Regions from separate parts of the Mus musculus genome. Here region 2 is linked to region 1. Evidence: chromatin contacts called from public ChIA-PET data. All regions are on one chromosome and are shown on one strand. The core of a region is the stretch at or near the end of the contact, and the rest is flanking DNA. Distances in the headings are between cores, read along the strand shown. Region 1 holds the start of Cnpy3 (canopy FGF signaling regulator 3). Region 2 overlaps Ubr2 (ubiquitin protein ligase E3 component n-recognin 2).

The links. ChIA-PET counts read pairs in DNA pulled down with a chosen protein or histone mark.
Region 2: an RNA polymerase II ChIA-PET map of effector CD8 T cells shows a contact between it and region 1, with 7 read pairs. The contact joins the enhancer-like site here to the promoter of Cnpy3 in region 1. A contact is called at or near these places in 1 of 39 promoter capture datasets (hematopoietic stem and progenitor cells), 1 of 115 datasets of contacts at active chromatin or transcription factors (effector CD8 T cells) and 2 of 9 other capture datasets (embryonic stem cells and liver).

What each region holds. Positions count from the first base shown.
Region 1 is chr17:46,748,199-46,755,323 of GRCm38.p6, forward strand. Cnpy3 (canopy FGF signaling regulator 3) reads right to left here and starts at 4,016. Exons shown (of 6, transcript NM_028065.4): 1 at 3,775-4,016. The coding sequence starts at 3,925.
Region 2 is chr17:46,963,566-46,970,690 of GRCm38.p6, forward strand. It overlaps Ubr2 (ubiquitin protein ligase E3 component n-recognin 2), which reads right to left. Exons shown (of 47, transcript NM_146078.3): 16 at 6,536-6,597; 17 at 5,626-5,736; 18 at 4,819-4,884; 19 at 3,625-3,747; 20 at 3,467-3,530; 21 at 2,576-2,700; 22 at 1,192-1,244; 23 at 123-225. Among named protein-coding and RNA genes, the nearest start is that of Ubr2, 43 kb to the right of the region's middle. Within about 2 kb of position 3,571, at least 24 of the 459 cell types and tissues checked have an H3K27ac peak or open chromatin away from gene starts, as enhancers often do. A contact at or near this core is called in effector CD8 T cells, where this site is marked.

The DNA of each region.
Region 1 (7,125 bases), core at 2,766-5,265:
AATACATATATCCATACACATATATACATACATACATACATGCCTGTAGATACATACATGTACACTGAATAAACCTTTTGAAAAAAATAATAAAAATAACGGGCCAGAGAGGTGGCTTAGGAGGTAACGGGGGTCACTCCCAAACCTAGTGACCAGAGTTCTGTCTTCAGGACCAACAAGGTGGGAGAAGAGATTCATGTAAGCAGCCCTCTGACCTCCAGAGCGCACTGTGGTATGTGCCCGTCTACCCTTCCAGCTGCCCAACAAATACAAGTAAATGCAAACAAAATTTTAGAATAAAACTAATAAAATATCCATCACATTAAGCTGACAGAACAAAATGAAAACTGTTAGCCTTCCACTCACAATGAACAGCCATTAATGTTTACCCCTGAGGTATCTAATTTTTAATAATCTCAACAATTATACATTATAAACGATTATATATCATAATGTGCATCCTGTGAATACAAACTTCTGTGTAGCCATAAAACAGTATGCAGCCGGGTGGTGGTGGCGCACGCCTTTAATCCCAGTACTTGGGAGGCAGAGACAGGCGGATTTCTGAGTTCGAGGCCAGCCTGGTCTACAAAGTGAGTTCCAGGACAGCCAAGACTATACAGAGAAACCCTGTCTTGAAAAACCAAAACAACAAACAAACAAACAGTATGCAATCAGAAAATGAATGGGAATGGTCCAACAATTCATAGTAAATTTCCCTACTTGTCCCTGAGATGTGTTTTTGGTTTTTGTTTGTTTTTTAATATTTAATTTATTTATTTAATCTAAGTACACTGTAGCTGTCTTCAAACACTCCAGAAGAGAGCATCAGATTTCGTTACGGATGGTTGTGAGCCACCATGTGGTTGCTGGGATTTGAACTCAGGACCTTGGAAGAGCAGTCAGCGCTCTTAACTGCTGAGCCATCTCACCAGCCCCGCTTTTTGTTTTTTTGAGACAGGGTTTTTCTGTATAGCTCTGGCTGATCTGGAACTCACTTTGTAGACTAGGTTGGCCTCGAACTCAGAAATCCGCCTGCCTCTGCCTCCCAAGTGCTGGGATTAAAGGCGTGCGCCACCATGCCCAGCTGGCTGTCTTATTTCTTGACTTCATGTGTTTCCTACCAATTCTCTCTGGCTGCCAAGTTAATGTGCTCCAGAGAGGCTCACTGTTTGTGTGCAAGCGTCCTCTTACTTCTCCCTCCCCTCCTCAAGCAGTCACTGAGACGAGGCCTGTGCTGAGCACTGGGGACAGGAGGATGGTGACTAAGCTCCACCTGTCCTGATGCTCAGAGTGAAAGAGAAAGGCGTGACAGCAACTAAAAAGGAGGCTACCACTCTCAGGGCGTGATGTGCCCCTGGCTCTGGGAAAACCCTCTAGAGGCTTCTCTGACCCTGTCTCCCGACACTGCATTAAATATCCTCAAGAAAGTCCTGCCTTCCCTGGGCCTCTCAGGGAACCATTATCCCTATAAGATCCAGTTTAGACATAAAGCAGACTTGTGGGAGACTCATGGCATAGACCCCAGACCCCCATGGACTACCACCCACTTTCTCTGGGCAGGTTCTCCATTCTCTGTGCTGAGGCCTGTTCCACTTAAGACTACTAAGCCTGAAGGCAGGCTCTGTGAGCCAGAAATAATCAGCAATTAATAATAAAGATGCAATACTAATAAACATAAATAAATAAAGTATTAAGAGGTGCCTAAGAGTCAAAGTTTGCCAAATCACTCCGTGACTGAAAATAATCTCTACTGATTACAAAATGAGTTTAGGCCTCAATGGGCTATAAGAGCCTTGCCAGCTCTATGACTCTGCATCTATGGATGTCTCCTAAGGAAAAGAAAGGAGCTTCCTGGGCTGTGATTAAGAAAAGGAGAAAGAGACAGGCGTGGTGGCACATGCCTTTAATCCCAGCACTCAGGAGGCAGAGGCAGGCGGATTTCTGAGTTCGAGGCCAGCCTGGTCTACAAAGTGAGTTCCAGGAGAGCCAGGGCTACACAGAGAAACCCTGTCTCGAAAAACCAAAAGAAAAAAGAAAAGGAGAAAGATGGGGGCTGGGGCAATGGCTCAGCTTTGAGAGTCCTGGCTGTTCTTCCAGAGGTCCCGAGTTCAATTCCCAACACCCACTTGGTGGCTCACAACCACCTGTAATGAGATCTGATGCTCTCATCTGTCTGATGCCCTCTTCCATCATGAGGCACTTATGCAAATAGAGCACTCGTATACAAAAATACATAAATAAAAACCTTACAAAACTTTAAAAGAAGCCGGGCAGTGGTGGCGCACGCCTTTAATCCCAGCACTTGGAAAGCAGAGGCAGGCAGATTTCTGAGATTGAGGCCAGCCTGGTCTGCAATGCAAGTTCCAGGATTGCCAGGGCTACACAGAGAAACCTTGTCTTGAAAGAGTAAAAGAAAAGAAAAGAAACAAAACAAAGAAAACAAAAGCCCAGGACTGGTGGGGAGGTAAGGGACCATCCTAGAACAGGTGAGACCTTTTAACAGGTATCTTCCAGTGAACTCACATTAACTCTAGGGAGTCTCACTTAAAAACAAAAAGTCCTATGTAGTTACAGTGTGTGTGTGCACACACGTGTGTGGATATGTGGATATGCACATGGAGGCCAGAGTTCCTTTCTGATACTGTTCTTCATCTTTTGTTTTTCAGACAAGGTTTCTCACTTGAACCTGGAGCGTGATCATTTGGTTGGACTGGCTGGTCTCCTGTGCATCTCTTTAGGTGCGGAGGTGCGGGGATCAGGGGTGCACAAACATTGCAGCGTCTGGCTTTTTATATCTGTCTTGGGGATCTGAACTCAGATCCTCTGGCAATCACTCTACCCACTGAGCCGAGTCCCCTGCCCCCATTCGCCACACATTTAACAGCTCAAATGGGAGGATTAATGTGTCCCAAACCACCAGCCCAGCATCCAGTGCTTAGGGAACATCTGGCCTGTGTACATCTGCTTGGTGCATAAAATGGATATCCAGAATACTCGGGGGAGGGGGGCCTTCGAGGACTTAGAAAGAAGGTCGATGGCTGCAAAGGTCTGAGAGGAAACTGAGCAATGATGAGCAGGGCAAAAGAGAGGTCTCAGTTCCTTGTCCTTCGATTTTTAAAATCTACCTCCTTCACTTCAGTCTCCTCTGCGCTCGATGCTTTCAAAAAAGTGACCTCTTGATCCTTTGAGTGTGAGTCTCTTCTCTCCACATACACTCACCGCCCCTCCATATAATCCTATGTAAAGCCCCCCCCCTTTTTTTTTTTGGTCTGCCAATAAATATTTGCAACTCAGTACCTGTTCTCAAGAAGCCAAAACCATACACAAATTAGGTTGTAGTGAAAGCACCACGGGAAAATTTTCAGGTTCCCTTTTCTACGTCATATGGACCTTTTCAGTTCCTCAAATTCGCCCTCTGGCTTCTAGGCCGGCAGGGCCTCCTCATCTGCCTCTGTTTCTGTGGTTTCTGCGGAGTGAGTTCCTCTGCACGCCATGCTTTCCCTGGCCAACTCTTCATTTCGCAGCAGGCTTCCTGTATGAAGCCTTCCCTCCACCCCCACCTCTAGTCTTGATGAGCAACTACCCCCGGATTCGCCCAAAAGCAGGGATCTCCAGGTTATCCGAGAGTCACAGCACCCAGCATTGCCGCAAAGCACACAGCAGGGCCAAGGAGACCCCAGCCCAGGTCCTGCCAGGCCCAGACCCTTCCCACAGGCCCCGCCCCCTCCCGCCCCTCGGGCTTGGCTACGCCCCGCGGCCCCGCCCCCTCACCTTCGCATTTGCTGGGCAATCGCACCCAGTCGGTCTCCTCAGCCCCGGCGGGACTCGGGCCTAGCTTCGGGGCAGGAAGGAGCAGCAGCGGAAGCAGCAGCAGCAAAGGAAATAAGAGGCAGCGGGGCGCGAGCTCAGACATGGACTCCATGGCCCAGCCGGACCCAGAGCAGAGCGGACCCGGCGGCGCTTCCTCCGGCAGCGCGCGCGGAGCAGCTTCCCCCGGCCGCTTCCGGGACTGCGCACGTGCCTCTGGGTAACCACGGCAACGGCGAGCTCCGGCCCGCCCCACGCCCGGTAGCCTCTAGCGGCTTGCGAAACCGACCAAGGCCCGCGGGCGACGCAACCAATGGGTTCGCTCGGCGTCTGCTTTATAGCCAATGAGAGGAACTATCTTTTTTTTTTCCCATCTCAGCCAATCAGAGAGCGGATGGTGGCTTTGGCGCCCTATAGCGATATCACTGCCAGCTAAAGGAGGCTCAGTAGCTGGAGCATCAGTTCCTAGCGGGTGAACCTTCATCATACCTTGGATGAACCAGCCTTGGGCATTCTAGCCCTGGATAACGGACTATCTTTCATGGTTTTGTTTCTTGTTTTCTGTCTTTTGTTCTTCGAGACAGGGTTTCTTTGTATCCTTGGCTGTCCTGGAATTTACTGCGTGGACCAGGCCGGCCTCGAATTCAGAAATCCAGCTGCCTCTAAGTGCACCTCCACACCGGGCCTCGTGGTCCTCTCCCCGCACCCCCACCCCCATTAAGGTGTTAATAAAAAAGTCTTTATATATTTATTTTGGGTTGGAAGACGACTGGAATCAGTTGCCTCCTTCCACCATGTTGGTTCTGGACCTCAAACTTGGATCCTTAAGGCTTAATGGTGGCCCTCTTTAGTCACTAACCTAACTCATCAACCCTAACCATGGCTTTCTTTATAAAGTTGCAAGCACTCACTAGACACCGGCTTTTAAGGCTTATTATTGCAGCCACTCACTCGAATAGATACTTAGGGCCTCACAACAGCCCAGATATCCAGTAATTGCGTTTCTCCTTATGAAAACTAGATTAATAAACAGATAAGAGTGATCCTCTTAGCCGGGCATGGTCACACGACTTTAATCCCAGCACTCGGGAGGCAGAGGCAGGCAGATTTCTGAGTTCGAGGCCAGCCTGGTCTACAAAGTGAGTTCCAGGACAGCCAGGGCTGCACAGAGAAACTCTGTCTCGAAAAACAAACAAAGAGTGATCCTCCTACATCTCGAGGTTTGCCTGTTGGGAAGCTCAAATCAATAATTCATGAATTAATGGAATTAAAAAAGAAATCCCTAGTTTTAGGGATGTTGCTCACTGGGAGATCTTTGCCTAGCACTTGACTACCATGTGCAAATCCCTGGTGATCCATCTCCAGGCTGGCATAAACCTGTCATTGGCTATATAGTGAGGGGGAGGGAGATATAGCCTGAGCTACTTGAGGCCATATCTACAAAACAAAACAAAACCACCTTGAAGTATGTGGGACAGATGGATAAACATCCCAGCATTTTTTGTATGGTATTCCAATCTCTTTTGTTATTTGTTTGGATTCTGAGCTCCTAAAAGGCAGGAACCTGGCATTGGACATTTACACTTCTCTCCTGCCTCTGCAGCATCAGGGGACTTGAGCTAAGAGATCCTTGCTGAGGGCTCCCTGGCTGAACACAGACCTTCCTTAGCTACAGAGGGGCTGCCTCGTGTGCATGAGGTTCTGGACTCAATCTGGCAGGAGATAAAAAGTGGGCAATATCAGTCAGGTGGGATGGTGCGGCTCCATCACACCAGAGAAGGTGAAGGCAGAAAGAAAGACCATAGCTTTTGGGAGAAGCAGAAGGATGAAGAGTTCAAGGCCAGCCTTGGTCCTAGGGGGACTCTCTGACTCCTCAGGTTTCCTTTAAACTGCCTTGAGCTCAACTCTGGGAAGCTGTTAGCAACTGCAGCGTTGTCCAGAAAGCTCCGTTTCCATTGAGTTTCTTTCCAGGTCTGGGTGGATTTGCTGCCCTTACGAAGACTTCCATGCCCAGCCTGTCCTTTGTAGTCAGTGGTGTCTAGTTTAAAGCAGTTGTGTCAGTAAGCCCCATCCCTCAAACTCCTCTAAGGGCCATAACACCCACACACCCATTCTCAGCCTTTTGAGGCAGGAGAGTGGCCAGGCCATAGGGGAGCAGGGGGGGGGGGGCTGGGTTTTGCTGCTGTGAACAGACACCATGACCAAGGCACAGACGCTCTAGATTTAGTTAAGAATTCAAAGTTCAAATGAAGAGACCCTGCCTCTCTACTACGTATATGGATATTCAGCACTCAGGAGGCAGAGGCAAGAAGCTCTCTGTGAGTTTGAGGCCAGCCAGACCGATGTAGCAAGATTCAGTCTTGAAGAAGCAGAAGTAGAAGAAAATGCAGAAGAGGACAAAGGGTAGGAGAGGGAAGAAGGATGGAGAAGGGAGAGGAAGAAGGAAGGAGAGAAAGGAGGAAGAAAGGAAGACTGATACAAGGAATCGGCAACATCAGCAAGGAGCCAGGAGCTACAGAGGTTTGCTGTCTTCATTAGGGTTTTGCTGCTGTGAACAGACACCGTGACCAAGGCAACTCTTATAAAGGAAAACACTTTACTGGAGATGGCTTGCAGATCAGAGGTTCATCTCTTACAGAGTTATTGGGTACCCAACACCCACATTAAGTGGCTCACAACCATCTATAACTCCAACTCCACCTCTGGCTTCCATGGGCACCTACTCTCACGTCCACAGACACACACGGGTATGTGTGAATGGAAGTAAATCCCTCTCTCCCTCTTCCCTGTGGGATCTCCATGCAAGAGCTTTCTTTAGGGAATGAGAGAAAACCAACAGAGCCAAAAGTGGTGGAAAAAATGGCCCCCATAGGTCCATGGGGAGTGGCACTATTAGGAGGTGTGGCTTTGTTGGAGGAGGTGTGTCACTAGAGGGTGCGCTCTGAGGTTTCAGAAGCTCAAGCCAGACCTAGTGGCCCACTCTCTCTTCCTGTTGCCTGCAGATGCAGATGTGGAACTCTCAAGTACCTCCTGTAGGACTCTTAGCGACCTCTCTAGCACCCTATCTGCTTGCATGCTGCCATAACGATGGACTAAACCTCTGAACTGTAAACCAGCCCCAGTTAAATGTTTTCCTTTATAAGAGTTGCCTTGGTCATGGTGTCTCTTCACAGCAGTAAAACCCTAATGAAGACAGCAAACCTCTGTAGCTCCTGGCTCCTAGCTGATACTGGGTGAATATCTGTCAAATGAATAACGACCTTTAATTAATAGTGCGTGGGTTTGCAATTACTGTCTTCTGCTGGTAGCATTGGA
Region 2 (7,125 bases), core at 2,321-4,820, 210 kb after region 1:
CACGCAGACGCTGTGCTGCGAGCCCTGCCACGCTAGACAGGGTTGCTGTGTTACTTGTGAAAGCTTGCTCCTCATAAGGAAAACACACTTAGCACCTCCCACTGCTCTGAGCTCCCCCTTACCTTGGACTGCTCTGCCCTGGAGAAATGATAAAAATACAGGTTGAACTCTTTGGCACACTCTGGCTTCAGCTCATACATGCCTCGCCCTGTGAGCCCAGGTTTCCTGGTGGGAAGAGTATCATTAGCAAAGTCACGCATGCCGAGAGTCTTAGATGGTCAAGTCAGGCGAGAGCTCTCACATCTACATTTTTAGGGTGTCAAGTTGAAACTGTTCTGTGGGTAGACCTGACACTATACATCCAAAAAAAGCCCCTGCAGGAGCCATCATATATGTCAGCACCTCCACTGTGAACTAGTCCAAACTATGCAAGTGAATGCAATGGAGACACAGCCCAGAAGCCCAACCGAACAGGTTTCCAAACTGCTGCATTTCTAAGCCAGGGGACACCAGTACACACAGTGTTAACTTCTCTGTTTTAACATGGAGTACACATGGTGTTACCGGTTCTGCTGTAACATGGTGTGTAAGTAGTGTTAACCTTTCTGTACTAGCATGTAGAATACACGATCTTATCTTTAGAATCCATAAAGACACTGCAGCTACAGTGTAGAGCAAGGAAAAGCAGGAGGAAAAATTACCCCGGGGCTGGAGGTGGCTTAGCAGTTAAGAGCACTTGCTGCTTTTCCAGAGGACAGCTTCAACGCCCACATCATGTGGTTCATGACTGCTAACTCTAGCTCCACGGATATGTACACACAGACACACAGACACAGACAGACAGACAGACACATACACACACACACACGGCCTGATCTTAAACACCAATGAGAAGTCTAGTCCAGAATTAAAACTTGAAAAGTCCTGCCACCCTCAGAGCATCAGCTCGCCCTTAGTTGTATCAAAAGAAACACATTAAGAAGTGATTTCGGAAGCTGGAAAGATGGCCCAGTGGGAAAAGACACTTGCCGTCCAGTTTGGCCCGAGTTCCATCACTGGAACACACTGTAGAAGAGAACTGACTTTTCAAGTTGTCCTTTGACTTGTATACATACGCCGCAGTGAGCACAGGTGCATAGAAAGTAAATACATGTTTAAAATAAAACTTCATAACGCATGTCATGAACTCACTTGAAATGTGCAACGGACTCGATGACGCTCTCCATGCCGGTCTCCTTGTTCTCCTGAAGGGACAGAGAACAAAGTACTCAGGGTATGAACAGCAACTGCAAAGTCTGAGCAGTATGCTTGTTCCATGACCCTCACTGCCCCTGGAACAGAACACTGCTCGCCACTGTGCTTAAAGACTGGAGATTACACAGCTAGCTGAAGGCCAGGACTGAACACAGAGAGCAAGGGTCTCTCTAACCCACACCCTTGGTCCAGGAAGCATCCCTAATACCACCAGAGAAAGCTGAGGCACTTTCCCAGCTGAAGCACTAGTGTCAAAAAAGATGTCAGAATGATAGGACCAAGCAAGGCCAACCAAATTAATCAAGGCCTGGAACTGCACAGTCCTGGGTGTGCAAAAAAGTTTAAAGGCTTCATCTATTCCAACTAGGGCAAAATATGTTGCAAGGAAGAGGAAGAGACAGCTCAGCAGTTAAGAGCGTCCATTGCTCTTCCAGAGGACCTGAGTTCGGTTTCCAGCATCCACATTAGATAGCTCTAGTTCACAATATCTATGACTCCAGCCCCAAGGGATCCAATACCGTCTTCTGGGCTCTTTGGGTACCTGTGCTCACAGGTGGACACACCCACACATCGACACATATACACATAATTTAAAACAAAAAGTAAAGTGACAAGCAAACGCACTGAGGAGCCTTAATGAAAACAGGCCTTCTCAGCTGCATGAGCTGAGATTCTGAGAAGCCCCAGAGCGGAAAGTTAGGTCGATGAGAGCCTAATGGCCTCGGGAGGAAAACCAGTTATAATTCAACCTGTGAATATCCTTATACCAGTGCTTTAGTCACTCCAATCTTATAAAAAAGACTCTTCCACCAGATGATAGTGGTGCATGCCTTTAAGCCTGGCCCCAGGGAGGCAGAGGCAGGCAGATCTCTAAGTTTGAGGCCAGCCTGAACTACAGAGAAAGTTTCAGGACAGTCAGGGCTACACAGAGAAACCCTCTTTAAAATGAAAACCAAACCAACCAACCAACCAACCAACCAACCAAGAGACTCTTCTGCACTGGAGTAAGGAAAAAGCCCTGAGAATGTGTGTTTACTCAAGTTCGAGTGGATACCTCCTCCCTCAGGTGAAAGCGTCACCTGCACTCCTTGGGGTCAGACAGACCCTAATATGCCCCTGCTCTGTGGACAAAACCACTTAGCTCTAAGCACCACATTCTTCAGAGTTCTCTCTAGCTCAGCTCTGCTCCCTAGTCACTGTTCCCAGTGTTCTCCTTTCCAGATGGAATAGCCATCTTAGAACTGTAGCTTGCACCCAGGGGGGAAGTGCACACACTGCTGGGGAGGAGCAGCTTCCGGGTTTCTTAACTGTGGACACTTACATCTTCAGGCAGAGACTTCACCAGCTCACTGTGAGCCATAGGCTTGATGCTCAACTGATGGATAATCTCCCTCTTGATTTCATCTGTGGCAGCCACCTGTCCAACCCCAGGGTTGAATCTTTCTCCTGTCCAAAATGAAAGGTAGATGCACACATTTAATGGACCCATGTACTTATGTGTACAGATTTCCAGTTCTTGCAACAGAATCCATCCTCTGTCTGGGTCACTCTGTGGGAAAATAAAGGCTGGTTTGGAAGGCAATAGCAGTTCCCGTTTATACTGAGTCTGATGCACCGACTTAAGGTTTCATGGCTGCTTTGGAGAAGGACCAGAAGTACGACGGGACCAGTGGAAGTCACACCCTTTCCTCCTCTGTGCTTCTGTCTAGGACAGGCTGGTATCACTCTGAGACCCTCTTCATTAGGGCCACCTCTGCCCACTGGATTGGCTACTTTACGGCCACAGAAGGTCTGAACAGTGGGGGAATGACAGAGCAGAAGGGATCAAAGAACTGGGAAAGCAGGGCCAAGCGAACAGGAGACGTAGGTAATAAACAGACGTCTCTGAGTCACTGGTCTTCATTAACCTGTGGTTGCTGTCTTTGGAGTCAAGAAGACATTTAAACCAAGAACCAAGAGAGAAGAAACAAAGCGAAGATTTTAGTCCTAGCAACTCTCTGCTCACAATGTGTTCCCAAGCTGTGCCAGTCTCCCTCCACCCTTGGCCCAAATACAGCCTTTCAGTTCATCTGTTTCGGCCATTGCACCCCTTCCTCTTTCTGGGGTGTGTGTGTGTGAAGGGCTGTGTGCCCGTTCTCTTCCCATGACTGATCGAGCAAGCTCAGCGCCCTGCTGCCATCGCCAGGCCCACATCAAGGCGGTGTGCACTCACCCACAAGCATGATGATGAGGTAGAGCATCTCTTCGATCAGAGTGTTGTTCTGCTGAACGACGTCCTGTGGGAGGAGGGGCAAGTGCAGAGGTGAGAACACGCCCACTGCTGTCCCTCACACATACAGGACACGTGGGCGTTGTGACACAGGCTCTTACCTTATGGGTAACCTCAGAACTGAATCTCTTCCCATAGTCAGGCGTGCTGAAGAGCTGATAGAGTTCAAAGCGGCTGAGCATGATCATCAGGAAGTGGTTTGGGTCCATCATGGAGACACCTGTCTTTTTTGTTTGTTTGAGACAAAGGAGAAGAGGAAGGTCAGAAGGGACACTCAGTGTTAGTGAGAGATGTTTAAGGTTGCACAAGAAAACAGCTTATTTGACCACCAATTTGAAGAAAAAATGGACACCTACTTAGCCACACCCTATATCATGTGGCTGCCAAGAGGGGACAGGAATCTAAGCAGGTCAAACAATCCACACAAAGAAACCTCCCTTAAAACTGAACCCCAGGAGAACCACACAGGCAGTTCGGCTCCTTTCCTGTCTCAGTCCACTGAAGGACACGGCTATGAATTTCGCTGCAGTTTCCTATCAGAGTTCACTGCCTACTAGGAACTGAGAGGAATATCAATTAAGCCCCTAGTATGTACATACGTATTCTGTTACTGAGACCCTTTTGTGGTAAGCACTCCATTACATAAAACGATAGCTTCTTTTCTCTTAATGCCATTTTTAAAAGTTCTAAATCAAACTGGACTCAACAGCTAGGAACTGAAGTAGAGTTCTCTGGAAGAGCAGCCAGTGCTGGACCATATCCATAGCACCTATCTTTTGGTGCTGCTGCTGCTATTAAGTCTGTTGAGTCAGGGTCTCACTATGTAAGCACACTGCCTTCGAACTCAGAGATCTGCCTGTCTCTGCGTGCACCACCAAGCCAGTCTGTTTATTTTTTAGAATTTACGGTTATGCGTGCCAGTGTCTGCCACATGAGTGCTGTGCCTACAGAGACCAGAAAGGAGCTGGAGTCCCCGTGGTTGTGGCTGCCTGCTGTGGTGCTGGAAAAAGAACTCGGCTCCTTTATGAGCAGCAAAGCTCTTAAGCACTGAGCTGTCTGTCTGTCTGTCTAGCCAGCTGTCTGTCTGACTGTAGCAGCTGCATCTGGCATGCTGAGTCTGACCCTGATCTGGAGACTGGGGGAAGCATTCTGCAGGCTGTTGGCCTTGAGTGGGGAGTGTTAGTAGACAGAGCAGGTAGGATTCAGAGATCTGCAAGTGAGTGTTAGGTGACTGACTCAGTAAAACAAGACCAGGCCTCCCCACAGCCCTGAAGTCAGGGTTTTTAACTCATTACCTGAAGCATCACTATGTCCTTGTCGAACATCTCTCGCCTGCATTTCACATTATGGTAGTAATAGATCTAAAACGATAATTAATTATATTAGGTAAATAAGCTCTGATGGGTATGGCTTCCTGATCATTTCCCCACTGCAAGAAAAAAGCATGGGTTTGTGTAAGCACAAGTGTGTGCCTTCCTGTGTGGTTGGAGCTGGTATGGGCTTTTAGTTAATACTATCTTAGCATGAATAAACCAATAAACTAGAGATATCCACTGATGTCTGCTGTAGATTCCAGCCAGTGTTTTGGGTCTCCCAAAATTGTGGATGAGGGGAGGACAGATGGCTGAGAAGGTACAGGCCTCACTGTGACATCTGATGACTGGGGGTTGATCCTTGATCAAACACAAAACAAGAGCTCTAAGGAACACTGGCTTACCTTGCATTGAATTTTTAAACAATGTGTCACAGACACCAAACCTTTTTAAAAAAAGGCTTATCTGTGTGAATGTGTGTGTGTGTGTGTGTGTCTATCTGCATGTCTGTGCCAAATATGCGTGACACCTTCAAAGGCCAAAAGGTGCTAGATCCCTTGGAATTGGAGTTATGGGAGGTGGTAAGTCACCAGACATAGGTGCTGGGGACTGAACCAGGGTCCCCTGCAAGAGCAGCAAGCACTCGTAACTGCTGAGCCATCTCTCTAGATCCCAGATGCAAAATCCTCAATGGCTATGTCCATTTAAAACTGTAAAAGGTTTCTCATAAAAGCTGGAGAATGAATGGAATCAAAATACCACAGAATTAAAAAACACAAAACCACTTACCTGATTTACTAGAGAGAAGCCATTTCTTCTCCACATCCCAGCATGCACTTGAGCACATAAGACAAGACATCTAAGAGGATGTTCTATCAACATGGGTGGGCTCAGTTCACTCTGTGTTAAAAATAACCCACTTGTTAAAATCTGCACAAGGAAAGGTGGTTGACAGCAAAGCTTAAAGAATAATATATCAAATCTGCTTTAAGCTGTAACTGTATGACCATTCATTTTGTGTTAATTTAGTTAGGTATGGTCAGCTCCATCTATTTGAGGGTGAGAGGCATTCTTTATGAGAAATATTTTAATAAAGTTTGAAAATGGCAATTTATCCATTTATCCTCTATAAAGACAGTAGGCAGGCTTTATTAACTCAAATGGTGTTAGCTGTAGAAAAGCAAAGTTTCTCATGTGTAGGAGGGACATCCACGTGACGTGGTGCATATGTGGAGGTCAGAGGAAAACCTGGCCTATCAGCTCTTGTCTTCCGCCTTGTTTATGGCAGGCTCTCAGGGCTGTGAGTGTCTCTGGTACCACACTGTGGCTCTCACATTTGTTCAGTCTGCACTTTACCCACTGAGCCACCTCCCTAGCTCCAAAAGTGTGCTCTCTAAAGAAAGGATTCTGCGACCAAGATGGACTGTGTACTTGTAACCATAATGTCAACTGTCCTATGGGCTCTCTAGAGAACTAAAATACTCTCCTGACTCCTTTCCAACTCTATAAATGCATAAGGCAAGACCTTAGAATAACCCCTGAGCTCTACCCCCACCCACAAACACATATACACTAACTGGACACACCCCCATAGGTTCCTTTCTCTGGAGAACCTAAACTAATAAAAGTTTGTTCAGTTTGGTTTCAAGTACCACACACATGATGACTAGAAGTTCTGTTCCAAGTCAAAGCCACTTACTAGAGGTAGGAGCTCTGGAAATTTATATGCCACTTCACTTTTGCTTAACAATACATGCAAACCTGTGTGGAAGAACAAACAAAGAAGGTTTTCTATAGGTCACACTAGTGTGCAGTTGATTCAACGATCACTCAGTCTACTACTTAACATCTTACTACAAAAATATCTTTGGGCATGTATTGGTTTAAAAATTAAGTTTTAAAATGACCTGTGTTATAAACAAATCTTTTCTTTTTTTAAGAAAAGATTTATTTATTTATTTTATGTATGCGAGTACACGGTAGCTGTCTTTAGACACACCAGAACAGGGCATCGGATCCCATTACAGATGGCTGTGAGCCACCATGTGGTTGCTGCGAATTGAACTCAGGACCTCTGGAAGAGCAGGCAGTGCTCTGACCTCTGAGCTATCCCTCTCCAGTCCTAAACAAAGCTTTTCAACAAATCTCTATCAGAGGAGCTAGAACTCACCTTAATCAATACTGCTGACATTTCAGAAGTAATGCTAGATGAACAGATAAAGCCAGGCAACCAATTCATACCCCTTAGCCAGTGTGGAGTTTTCTCCCAGGCCACAGGCAGCATTACTG